2 separate regions of the Danio rerio genome follow, and region 1 is linked to region 2. The links are chromatin contacts, called in public Hi-C maps. All regions are on one chromosome and are shown on one strand. Each heading gives the region's core, a stretch centred on a gene start, on an enhancer-like site or on the middle of the called end of the contact. The rest is flanking DNA. Distances are from core to core; before and after follow the strand shown.

What was found. A called contact is a pair of places that touch in the nucleus more often than the background predicts.
Region 1: a Hi-C map of an unstated tissue shows a contact between it and region 2, with 1.8 times the contacts expected there. The contact joins the enhancer-like site here to the promoter of cox14 in region 2. A contact is called at or near these places in 2 of 18 Hi-C or Micro-C datasets (caudal fin and an unstated tissue).

The regions. Positions count from the first base shown.
Region 1 is chr22:6,038,783-6,045,847 of GRCz12tu, forward strand. All of the region lies in intron 1 of cers5 (ceramide synthase 5), which reads right to left. It also overlaps a transcript of s1pr4 not described here. Among named protein-coding and RNA genes, the nearest start is that of cers5, 28 kb to the right of the region's middle. Within about 2 kb of position 1,684, at least 20 of the 62 cell types and tissues checked have an H3K27ac peak or open chromatin away from gene starts, as enhancers often do. A contact at or near this core is called in caudal fin, where this site is marked.
Region 2 is chr22:5,995,077-6,002,342 of GRCz12tu, forward strand. It overlaps cox14 (cytochrome c oxidase assembly factor COX14), which reads left to right and starts at 5,338. Exons shown (of 2, transcript NM_001302766.1): 1 at 5,338-5,440. It overlaps bcdin3d (BCDIN3 domain containing), which reads right to left and starts at 5,267. Exons shown (of 3, transcript NM_001423406.1): 1 at 4,994-5,267. The coding sequence starts at 5,090. It also overlaps a transcript of s1pr4 not described here.

The sequences.
Region 1 (7,065 bases), core at 434-2,933, 40 kb after region 2:
CTCTCAACTCGCCGCACATTCTGCCTTTATATTCTGCTCTGTGTTTGTCATAAAGTCCTGCTCAATGCAGGTTTTGTATCAAAATGTGACTCCGAGGGCAAATCTGCTCCAGCAGTTGAGTGAAACTCTCAGCAGTTTATCAAACTTTTCATCGATCATTTTCCCCGCAACTGACAGCAAGAACGAACATAGAAGCGTAGTCTGATCGACAAGCAGCACCAGCATGTGTTCAAAAGAATCTAAAACGCCAAATAGGATGAATCTATGTCGCATATCTAAAGTAACACTATCTGTATCTAGCTTCTCGTTTGTACAGTGGCTCTGAACAGTCAAAACACCTCTAAGATAGGCTTTACAGACATGACATATTTGTACATCACTGTAACACGTTTTATTCAAGAACAACTGAGCTGGCTTCAGCCCTTAGCTCTTTCCTTTTCATTTTATTGAAAGTATATTTAACTTGCTTGTTGATTAAATCCCATTTTGTTATTTAACCTACTATTTTTACGCAACAGTCTTATGCATATTAATTTGCTATAAAGACAAGGAAATAATTTATTTTTTGCATGTTGATTCATGTGAAATCGTGAATATAAGTCTATATAATCACCTTGCAATTTTGAAATAATAGCTTTTTTGCTCTGAGCATAAACTATTCAGTTTATAGGAGCGGTTCAATCTTTTCTGATGTTTGCTGAATAAAAATAAAACACTTTGAAATATTTATAATTATTGGCCTATATATATTGTAACGTTCGCTCGCAGAACGTATTTTGGATAAGTGTGTGCGTTCGTTTGTATGTGGGTGTGTCGTTTCATGCATGTGTTACAGGTACGAACGGCATTGGAGGATCCGCATTTCGTGCTGATGACGTTGGCCTCCAAGTCTGAGGAGATATTGGTTATCGGTATCGGCTAAAAAAATCTATATCGGTGCATCCCCACAAAAAACAATTCGTAAATACACAAATCCAATTCGTAACTTCAAAACACAACTGATAAATACAAAAATTCAGTTCGTAACTTCAAAACACAATTCATAAATACACAAATCCAATTTGTAACTTCAAAACACAATTTGTAAATACACAAATCCAATTCGTAACTTCAAAACACAATTCGTAAATACACAAATGTAATTTCGAAATTCAAAACACAATTAATAAAAATACAAAACAATTCATAAATTCAAAACACAATTCAGAAATATACAAAACACAATTCGTAAATACACAAATCCAATTCGTAAATTTAATACAGAATTCATAAAATTACAAAACACGATTCATAAATATACAACACAATTTGTAAACGCACAAATCAAATTAGAAACTTTCAAACACAATTCCTAAATACACAAAACAAAATTCGTAAATTCAAAACACAATTTGTAAATTCACAAGTAAAAAATCAAAAACATTCACCCAAGTGAATTGGATTTGTGTTCTTATGAACTGTGTTTGGCATTCACGAATTGTGTTTGTATATTTGTGAACTGTGTTTTGTGTATTTACAAATCATGCTTTGAAATCACGAACTGGATTTTGTAAGTATATAAACTGTGTTGTGCATGTATTAATTTTTAAGACTGATCTGGCTCCATAGATACAAGCAGCTCTGTTTCAGTGCGCAACAAGAGGAAGTGAGGCATCCGCAATAGCTCAGGGTCAAAAAGCCGAACGTTTGATTCATTCCCATTACATCACTGCCGTCACACGCATCATTTCTGGCACAGATTTCGCTGATGTTGTCATAGCGGGGATTCAGAACGGTCAAACAGGGTTTTTGGCCATATGTGTGTTTTGGGCTCAGCTTGCTTGCTAACAGAAGGGTTTATAGCGTCTGGCATTCTCTGGCTAACTCGATTAGAGTCTCTGATAAGTGAAACATGACCTGAGCCTGTCCTGAGCTGCCAGAGATCCGTTCTCTGTCTCTCAATGTCTTTGCTAAACAAAACCGTAGCATATGACAAGGTCAAGTCAACATGAGTCTGAGAAAGAAGACTGATAGCTCAACATCTGATAGTGAAAATTCAGCTTAAAACTATTTTCGGTGTTATATTTCTTGGGATATCTTAGGATATTGGTGTAAATGTTTAGTTTAATAAATGGTTACAAATCTCAAATTCTACACTGTTAAATTACTCTTGCTGCCTTAAATTTAGTTGAATCAAATGAACATTTCTAGTCATTTAAACTTACATCAGTCAAGTTGAACTTTGTATAACTTCATTCATTTAGCTGAAACCTGATTAACTTTTTAAAATAAGTTAAAGCAACATAAAATATTTGTTGTGTTCAAATTTTTCATTACATCTTTGAGAGTACATGTAATGCAATGGGAAAAACAACAACATTTAAGCAACTATTTGCTAAGCGAGTCTTTTTCTTATACAATACAAATAATATCTTATATATAATAACTAGGCATAGGACGATAAACGGTTTCAAGGTATACCAATGTTTGGAAAAGTCAAAGGCTACGTCTGAAACCCCCTATTACGCAGTAGATACTGAATTTCAATTTAAAAGTACTACTCGGTCGTTAGAAAGTACGTTTTACACAGAATGAAAAGTATGAATGGAATTTGGACGTATTACATCTGCCATTTTGTCATGTGACCGACCTTCGTCAGTTGCATCACTTCAGTCACATCATGAATTCTCTCATGGGGCATCATGGGATAGCGCAGCGTGCATGGAATGTGCACTTAAGAATCTCGCCGGAAGTAGTAAGTCATCCGGGTACTTCTCGCATACTGATTTTCGAATTCTATGAATTCCGACATACTACTCGGCTCACATACTGATTTTAGCATACTGTATAGTAGAGCTGCACGATTCTGGCTAAAATGAGAATCGCAATTTTTTTTGCTTAAAATAAAGATGACGATTTTCTCACGATTCTGTGGATGTAAAATAAAAGTATGGTAAAAACAAACATATGGCACAACCTCGATAATAATAATAGTATGTGTAGATCTTCTGGTTTCTATAAATAATTCTATTCTACTTATAATAATTCTGATGTTGATTTATTATGTTTGAGATATATGCTTGCAGTCTGTCATATTAGACAATTTTATTCACTGGTAAAATCAGACATTTGCCATTATCAGATTATATTCAACAATATATAGGCCAGAGTAGTTATACTGACATTATAAACATTTATTTAATGCACAACGGTGGGTTCACTATGAAAGAAAAACATATCAAATGCTTGTCAGAATCATTACTCTAAAATGCGATATGATCATTTAAATGAAGGGCACACTTTCGGTTTAATTTTAACTGCTAAGTGCTTGTTCATACTTCGCACGCGGCTCCCAAACGATCTCTCTGTGCCACAAACTGAATATTATTTACAAATGTATTACCTGTAACTCGCAACATATGCAGGTTCTGTTCACTAAAGTAGACGCGCGCGTCTATCATGAAGTAGAGCGCACGCTCGCGCCCTCTCTGTGATAACAGTTCACGGTCAGCAGCTCACGTCACGTGTGATTTCCCGATCGCGAAAACATCATTATATTAAGACAACGACATTTTTTTGTGAATTTTACCTTATAAATACAGTATGTGACTCATTCAACATCATTTGGAGGTGTCAATGTCACCGAGCAATGTGTGTAAAACAATGAAAAGACTCGTGCAGCCGCCTTCTCTCCTGAACTTGAAAATATTATTGGCAGAATCGTTGAAATGCTGGATTAATATCGTCAAGGGGGTCGAATCGAGATCTTTTAACGATTAATTGCGCAGCTCTAATTTTTGCGATTCTGTCAATCATATTGTCAAGTTCAGGAGAGAAGCAAAGGCGGCTGCACTTGGCTTTTCATTGTTTCACGTATGTTGCTCAGTGACATGGACACCTCCAAATAATGCTAAAAGAGTCACATACAGTATTTATAAGGTATAATTCACCTAAAAATGTCATTTACTTTACATCAACAGAATCGTGAGAAAATCTTTAAAAAAAAAAATTATATTAATAATTTGCGATTCTCATTTTAGCCAGAATCGTGCAGCTCTACTTCAGACTATATCGTACAACCAAAATCTATAAGGTTGCATCCTTAATTGTTCTGCTGGTTAAAACATAACATATAAATGTGTCTGAATGCAGAAGAAGCCTACGTCAGCAATGCACTGCTTTTGATGTGTGAAATGTAACATTTTGAAGGTTTGTAAACAAAAAAAAAAAGTCAATTGGACAATGCAGTTGTTTTAAAATACAATATATTAACATTTTAATGTAGAAAAAGCCAATGTGGGTGTCTTTATGAGCACAAATACAGCATACGGGCTCTTATATGCAGTTGTGTCATCACTCATATGGCAAGTCATATCTCTCCGGCCCTTCGTTTGGGATGCTTTTCATAAACCGACCCCCATGCCAAACTAAATGAATAGTCCTGGTCTAGGGGGTCAAATCGAGATCGCGATGTTTTTCCGATTAACGTGCAGCTCTACACAATAGCATCCTAATGTTTAAAATAGGGTTGTAACAATATACCGGTATAACGGTTTACCACGATTTGAACGTGCACGATTATCATACCATGAACAATTGCATATCAACGGTTTTAACCCTTAAAGACCGAGACAGGCGCCCGCGGCTAAAAATAAGTATTGCTCTTAAATGTTTAATAACTTTTGATCCGCTGATCCGATTCATACAATTCAAAGATTGGCATAAAGAAGAGAATCTCAGCTTTCCAGTGCTGTATTCCGGACTTTCAGAGGCTCCGGAATCAGTGCGGTTACATCATCAACATTTGACAACGCTGATTTGACAAAGAAACGCTCGTCACTGTGTCTCCGGACAAACCAGACATGATACATTGATGCATTGTCCCTCCTCCATGCCCAGATTGGTTCAAACTCGCTATATCACAACCAATAAGCATAGGTTTCGCTTTTGTTTGTGGACCAACAATGAGCTTTTTGAACAACACGGAATGAGAGAAAGGCATACATTTATGCGCGGCTAAATAAAACGCAAAAAAAAAAAGTTTTGCATGAAATAATTCTCATACTTAGTACTTTTGCATGCACAGCAGCACAGAAACATGACAAAACAGTGACACAGCAAAGACGAACTGCTGCTCTTGCTGTTTTCAAAAGACGTAAATGAAGATGCAGCTGTTTGTCTGCATTGCATACAACCATATCCAAATCCATATCCACAGACAACCATATCCATGCTGGCACATAAAACCTAAGGATGTTCCATATTGAATCTAGTTTCGTTATTTAACTATTTATAGTATAGTAAATATTTATATCTATTTTTTACTGAGGATTTGCACCATGTTTATTTGGACTTTATTTGGATTTTGACACATTATTTATTATTTTCTTATTTTTATTTGTTCATTGTAAGTGGTGTTGTTTATAGTAACTAAAAATATATTATTTGGAAAAAGTCAAATTTGCTTCACTGTTCTATTATTTTGTAACATACCGTATACCGCGAAACCGTCAAACCGTAGTATTGTTTTAGACGATTATCATACCGTGAAAAATTCATACCGTTACAACCCTAGTTTAAAAAAAATATAATCAAACTCATTAGGCGACCGCTAATAAATAAGGGACTGAGTAGAAGGCAAATTAATGAATGATCAAACTCATTAAAACTTTACTTTCTCTTTAAAAACACAGGAAGCTGAAAACATCAAGAGCCCTTTTAAATGTTAATTAAGCGTAATGATGTGTTCAACAGAACTTGACACTTATTTATAGCCGCGTGCGTAAGGCAACCGCTCGACGCATCGCATGACTCAGTCAAAAAACCCCAGCAGAGCTTCAGTCCTGGAGTCCAGAGCATTAACTATTCAGTGGCAGACTCCACTCCAGAGGGACGCAACCTGGAAACACACCATGACACTTCAGCAGGGGCTGAAAACATTGAGCAACGGCCAACGAAAGCAGAAGTCATGATGATCTGATGCCATCGTTATGAAAGTAAAACACATTCCTTCAGGAGAATGAGCCCAAACAAGCACGGCATGAATAAGAGTGTGTGCATGTGTGAGTAATGGTTGCGGAGTGAATGAAGGTGGAGTGAATGTTTTGAGTCCTCAGGCAATATTAAAAGCACACAGAGATATGTGTACACACAAATAAAGCGTGTGCTATTGTGTTAATACCACAGAGATGTACAATAGATAACAGATCAAATCTGTGCCTAAAACAAACGTTTACGCAGGAAAAAATTTTATCAGAATCAATAAACCACTGGACAAGAGCTAAACTATACATTAAGACAATCAGTCTTTTTAAACAGACACTGGTACAGACTAGGAATGCTCAAAACAATCGATTAACCATTAACCAAAAAGGTGCATTTTTAACCCATTAATAGTATCAGTTTATAGTATCATATTATTTTCAATATTTTTTTTAAAGTTTGGCTGCATAAGAGGCTGATCACACTGAACTTTTTTTTTTTTTGTCCTAAGAGGTGAATCTTTTGAATGGTTTACTAACAGCCATGAGTGTTTTGCACGCTGCTTGTTCGCCCTGCACGCCTCACATTTTTGCTGTTGCGCACTGTGTGCTCGCAGTTGAAATTAGTCAACACTGAGCGGTAGAGCTGTGAACCTACACTAGTCTCACGGTTCGGTTCAGTTACGATTATCATGCCATCGATTCGGTTCAATTCGATATTTCGGTGCATCATGGTGCATTGACGATGCTTTTCATACACAGTTTTATGTTTATGTGTGTGTGTGTTTGTGTGTGAGAGAGAGAGAGAGAGAAATGGAGTACTTTCATTCTCTCGATCTCAGTGAAATAGGGGCTTTTGTTGTATATGTCAGTGCAAGACTGATCCAGCAAACACACACAGTGAAATTGTGCACAGTTTATGAGTTTTAAGCGTTGTAAATACTTGCGTTCGCCTCCCTCGCGACAGAGCGCATATGAGGTAAATGACGTCAGTAATAACCGGTTATGGTTATTACTAAACCGATACTGAATTGTCTGCGTCTGCATCGCGGTGCACCGAAGAAACGATTAATTTTGACACTCCTACTGAGCGGAAAACGTTACG
Region 2 (7,266 bases), core at 4,088-6,587:
CTTTGAACTGACTGCAGATCTTGATGTGGTCTTTTTTGATCTGGTCTTCTCCACTTTCGATCCTTCCCTGGGTTCATCTTTACAAGGAACCTGCTGAATGGAAAAAAAATACTTAGTGATAAAAACCTGGACTATATCATGCTCTAAAATGTTTGAAATAAAAGCAGCGTAACAGGACAAGCTAGTGGTGGAGGTTTGCTAGAAAAATCTGTGAGAGAGGATGTTGTGTGTGAGTCAGACTGAGATAGACTGTTGTATGAATGTGAGAATGCATTCACAAGAGTGTGTGTTAGTTTGAGGATTTTGCTATTTTAAATATTAGGGTCCAACAGAGTAATTTGTTTAGTTAAGTTGTTTAAAATTATTTTCATTGATTAAATACTTGCCCATTTATAGATGTAAAGAATAACCAAAAGAAATAATGTATTAAAATGTCATTATATTTTATATTCAATCTGCTAATCATTTGTTGTGAAATTTGAATGACTTCCATTCAGTATATGAATAAAATTAAATTAGAATAGGAATAAAACAATAGAACTCTAAAAAAAATACTTCCTATCAAAATAAAGCAGGTGCTTTTACCTAAAGGAACTTTATTAGTATGGTTCCCTGCTTCCAGTTAGTTCAATTTCAGATACCTCCATAATCTGTACTCTGGTGCTTTATTTGGTTCTTGACTTAAGAGTAACTGGTGTCGCATTCCAGGTCCATCACAATCTGAGCTAGAAGGACAATATGACAAAAGACAAGACAAATATGAATACACATAACACACAGAATAAAACATTTAAAGATGTAGTTTACTATTCTGCCACCATTTATTCATCCTCTACTTGTTTCAAAGCAGTTTGAATCTGTTCAACACTAAAGCAGATATTTTGAAGAATGTTAGAAACCTGTAACTATTGATATACATAGTAGGAAAAACTGGGTTTGTGTTCATTCATTTTCTTTTCAGCTTCATCCCTTTATTAATCTGGGGTCACCACAGTGGAATGAACAGCCAACTTATCCAGCATATGTTTTACACAGCAGATACTCTTCCAGCTGCAACACATCACTGGGAAAAACCCATACACTCTTATTTACACACATTCACTATGGACAATTTAGCTTACCCAATTCACCTGTACCGCATGTCTTGTGGGGGAAACCGGAGCACCTGGAGGAAACCCACGCCAACACGGGGAGAACATACAAACTTCACACAGAAATGCCAACTGACCCAGCCGATGCTCGAACCAGAAACATTTTTGCTGGGAGGCAACAGAGCTATCCACTGTACCACCGCACCGTCTGAGTTTACAGTATGTTCAACAGAACAAAAAAAAAAAATTGAAACAAGTGGAGGATAAAAGATGTCATTATTATGTCATTATTAGATTTTTAAAATAAGCTATGACCTCACACAGTGATAAAATAGCACCAATAAATCTTGTAATATTTTAATAATAAATAAAACATAAAATATATTATTTCAGTTCCCAACAACCAGTCTGACATATACAAGTTACAAAATATGTACAATATTGTACCTGGTGTGCTTGATGATGAAGTCAAACAATTAGTAATGCACTGATGTGAGAGTTGTCCTTTCCTTCAGCTTGCATCCTTGCATGATTCCTTTCTTTTCTGTAACAAATTAATAAAATACAATCAATTTATAAAAATATTATTTTTACTTGCCACAAAACCATTTGTTTGGACTTGATACATATGTACAAGATTAATGGTGCAATTCAGTTTCCAGGCTGTTTTGAAGTAATATAAAACATAAGATATGGATTTTAAGCTTATTTAACACAATTGATTTTATTTTTTAACAAGGTTTAATATTTCATAACACACTTAGCCTTCTTTTTTAGCTAATTAATTTCCTTCATAAGTCATTTAACACATCATGTTTCAACTGTGGATTTTTTTTCAAACGTTTTGGCTTTAAACATTTTTTTTATGCAGACCAGTCTCAACAGTGGCCAGCATGAACCACATAACGTTACTCTGCAAACTTTTGCTGAAACTTGATAAAACACACATTAACAAGCAAATCAAGATCATTAGGATTAACGTTACCAAAAAGAGACTGTTCGTTCAGTGTTTGAGCTAAAACCAGTACAAAAGCAGAACTCGGCACCTTTTACAACTGTATAAAACGGACAGCATATGATTCATTCATTCAAGCTCCCGTTTCGACACTGTTCTTCATATAACACGTCTAATTGATCATTTAATTGGGAATAAAGAGCGATTAAAAGGACAATTGTTACTTAAATGAATTTGTTAAAACCCCGAGCACAATCAACTTAACATTAACGTTACTGAACTGACGGCTGCCACCATTCTTAGCCGTTTTTAGCCATATTATCCACATATAAGTTACAGTTTTATCACTTTTCAAAACAGGGGCTTTTCTAACTAATAAAAACATTACCTGACGACAAATATCTCACAAATATGATTTTAAAATAATAACTTACCCGACATAAAGAAGAAGATGAAATGGCGGACTTGACTTCACTTCCTCGTTTGAAAAAAATAACCGTCATTCACGAGGCTCCGCCCACTCCACCGTAATGCAAGGATGAAGCGAAACACAAATTCGCCACCAGGGGGCAGTTTTACGATTATGTTTTTAAATAAATAAATAAATAAATAAATAAATAAATAAATAAATATATATATATATATATATATATATATATATATATATATATATATATATATATATATATATATATATATATATATATATATATATATATAAATAATATTATATATATTAGGGTAAGGGTAATTAGGCAAGTTATTTTATAACAATGATTTGTTCTGAAACTGTAGAAAAAATATATAGCTTAAAGGGGTTAATAATTTTGACCTTAAAACACTTTGAAAAAAATAAAAAACTGCTTTATTCTAGTCGAAGACTTTCTCCAGAAGAAAAAATATTATCAGACATACTGTGAACATGTCCTTGCTCTGTTATGTAACATGCTGTAATTCTAGAATATTTACTGTTATTTTTAATATTCAATAGCTTGTTATATAAAAACTATAACACTTTAAGATATATCTACAATTAACTAATTGCTAATTAACATGCTTATTAATAGCAAAATGTCTATAAAATTTGTGTACGCTGTTACAGGTGCATTAAAATTGGTCAGATTTATTTTATTATTTTTTGTGTTCTGTAGAATAAGTAAATAAAACTTTGTGTTGTTTACAAAGATCAGCTTATTCACGAACACATTCATGTTATTCACATTCTACTGCTCAGTTCTCTGACATTTTTTTCTACATAGTACATATTTTATTCATAAACAAAACATTTATGTCTATTTAATATTCAAATTAAATAAAAAAAGAACAATGTTGTATGTGGCATTTAATCAAACAAAATCATTGTAAAAATGTAGAATTGCAAAAAATAACACCAAGAAAACAGCACTTTAATTTAGCATTATTAGATTATGAATTCATTTGTAAAATTGTTCATTAAAAAGTAGTACTAATAGCAAATTAAATCCACCCAGTAGGTGGCGGTAGGACACTGTCTTAATTCATTCAAATGGAGAAACTGAACAAAACATTAATGGATCAAAACATAATAAATAATGAAACTCATTGCATTTATAGACATTTATAGACATACCAGGTAATATGAAAAAAAAATGAATTTTACTCATGCTGGAATATTTACATATAACAGATAATATAAATTTATATTCGTAGCAGCCTTAAAGTAAAAATAAATCCATTATTGAGGAAATAAACTGAATTAATATGTGATAAGGTTACAAACATATACTTTTCCGGATAAGCAATAGCTTATTCCTATTCTTAGTAACCTAAAAAATCTTTTTCAATCTCAGAAAGTCTTATTTAGAACATGCAATGTTATTATTTTCAGAGAAGGTGTAGCGCTCTCACTGCCTGATGAGGGACAATAATGTTAATATAACACAGGAAACACAGAACTGCTGCTGCTTCACCTCAGAGTCTGTGTAATGTTTGAGCAGCAAGCCCCTCCCACTCATTAGGTATGCAGTCAATAGGCAGAAGTAGCCGATTGGAAAAATGTAAATCCTTGCATCACATTACATTAATTTACAATATTTATTTTCTATTTTCTACTTCATAAAACGAAAGTGTACAGACTTAGAAAGACAAATTAACTTTGATTTTCAATTTCTAATAATTTGTAACCACTTCAAAGGCTCCCGTTCATTTATAGTTAAACCGTAACTAAAAATACACAACTCGCACTACACCCGATGTGTCACACACAGGCCACATCTGGCCCACATACAGCAGGCCACAACTCACACTAGACCCGCTGTGTCACACACGGGCCACATCTGGGCCACATATGGCAGGCCACAACTCACACTACACCCGGTGTGTCACACACGGGCCACATCTGGCCCACATATGGCAGGCCACAACTCAAACTACACCCGGTGTGTCACATACAAGCCATATCTGGCCCACATATGGTAGGCCAGGACTCACACTACACCCGGGGTGTCACAGACGGGCCACATCTGGCCCACATACGGCAGGCCAGAACTCACACTACACCCGGGGTGTCACAGACGGGCCACATCTGGCCCACATACGGCAGGCCACAACTCACACTACACCCGGGGTGTCACACACGGGCCACATCTGGCCCACATACAGCAGGCCAGAACTCACATTACACCTGGGGTGTCACACACGGGCCACATCTGGCCCACATACAGCAGGCCACAACTCACACTACACCCGGTGTGTCACACACGGGCCACATCTGGCCCACATACAGCAGGCCACAACTCACACTACACCCGGGGTGTCACACACGGGCCACATCTGGCCCACATACAGCAGGCCACAACTCACACTACACCCGGTGTGACACATATGGGCCAGATGTGGCCCATATGTCTCCTGCCATTGCCAGAAGTGAGCCATATGTGCCTTAGTTGGCCCAGATGTGGCCCAGAACTGTATGCTATCTGGGAATAGTTGATAAAGTTTCCATAAGGAGCAGCTCCTGGATTTTCACTTTCCTCTGAGTTCACATGGGCGTCATGAGCCTCCATGTCTGTCCAACAACAAAATAATTCCTGAAGGCGAGCGGTAGCCTAGAAAGTAAATAGTTCCACGTTTGACTAAAACTATACACAAATCAATGACGTTACAAACATTCAAATTCAGCAATAAAACTAAGATATTCGAGAATTTACCAAACTATAAATATTAGTTTTTAGATTACAAAGTTTATAAACGTAGTCTCTTTTTAAAAGAGAAAAACGCAATTATTAACGTTACTTTTGGCCCTTCTGCTTTGCCATAGAGTTACGAAAAGGAACTGCGCATGCGCACTAACACCTGCCTTTGACATTGAGAACAGCATTGCATTTCCTCATACTTTGAGTTGTAAACTAAACAGGTAAGACTTTGCATTTTGTAAATAAACGCAGCAACATTAATCTACATTCGGCCTTAAACGAGGGTATTTATACAGAAGGAACTTGAATGAAATGTATGGTGTTTAGTGCGAAAGAAATCGAGCTGTTGAGATCTAAGACGCTAACTCATGCTGATACTGTGTTTTCAGAAATCAAAGAAAATAAAATGAGTTCTCACGAACATCTTTCAACACTGTGGCATTATTTGACTAATGAAATTAGTATATGGGAGCCATTTTTAAAACAATGTTAGCTCATACGTAGTTCGAGACCCTTTATCTCAGATCAATTACTGTTAAATTAGTTATTAAAAGAGAAACACAAACTAAAAATCAACCTGTTTTCTTTTTAACAGCTATTAATCTCAATACAGTTTGTAGCTGATTTTCTAAAGCGATATTTTGCACATTTTCTTTAAGGGTTAGTTCATAAAAAGAGAAAGCCAATTGACTTGCCCTTAATCCACCCAAGAGAACACTATTTGTCTTAGTAAAACAAAAAATAAATAAAATTAAGCTTGTTTTCAGGAGAGCCACAGGCAGTGGTGTAGTCCTTGCTATATGAACTTATACTCAGTATGCTTACTTTTTTCCATGAGCTGTTTGGGTATTACGACTTCTGAGGATCATACCCTCGGTATACTCATTTGTTTTGGTGATTAGACTTCCCTAATTTTTATGTAATGAGTTTGGTGTTTGAGTTTTTCGAAGATCATAACAAATCAGCTGAATGATGTCTCGCTGTAAAGTAAAATTATAAAACAGCATGGGCATTGCTTTAGCCCTCCTATATTTCCATTCAGCCCCCCTAAAACTTTTGCGATTACCCTATGAACTGTACACTACTAAATGATCGCCTCATTCCCCTTTAAATTTAATGTAAAAACAGCGGCAGAATCCCGCTCCTAAACTTGTTTTTCAGTTAGTCAGCAAACCACAGCTGTGCAGACCGTGAGCACAAGGTTTGTTTATCAATAGATTGTTAGAATATCTGCATATTTGCAGTTCTTTGCTATAGAAACACTTGTTTCCTTGTTTGAGATATATATATATATATATATATATATATATATATATATATATATATATATATATATATCAAATGAATCAAAGACACATTGACTTTCGTCGTTTCTTTGCCTACTTTTAAAATTTGGATTGGGTGGGTAAGAGTACACTACCTTTTATTTTAGGACTACACCACTGGCCACAGGTATTCATTTTTGTTTCTCAGAGTGCTGTAAGCCATTGGGTTTAGTTTTAAAAATGAGCATGGCTACGCTTGTTTTAATATAGAAAATTAAGATATATATTTTTTGCAACACTCTACTAAAGAAAAAAGTTGCTGGTGTTGAGGGTGTGTAAAACAATCTCTGTTGGCTAGCAAAGCAAAGAATGTTTTATTAGATGGAAATAGAGCATTCCCTCTAGGTTGGGAGAACGTTCCTAAAACCTTTTTTTAGGTTGTTACCAAAAACCTTCGTGCAACATTCTGGGATGGTTACTTTTTGGTTAAAGTATGTACTCTCATTGAGGTAGAGTTATTTTTATTCACACATTCTGACCTTCTGAATAAAATAACTTCACAAAAATAATATTTGCAAATACTAAATAGTGAATTCATATTAGCAGCCAATGACTATCAAAGTACAACATTGTTCACAGTCAAATGAATAGTGCTAATGCTGTTTTAGAGTCATACTTACAAGTGATTTCAGATTGAACATTCAAAGTACCATGGTAAATAGAGGTGTGAACCTATACTGGTCTCACGGTTCGGTTACGATTATCATGCCTTCGATTCGGTT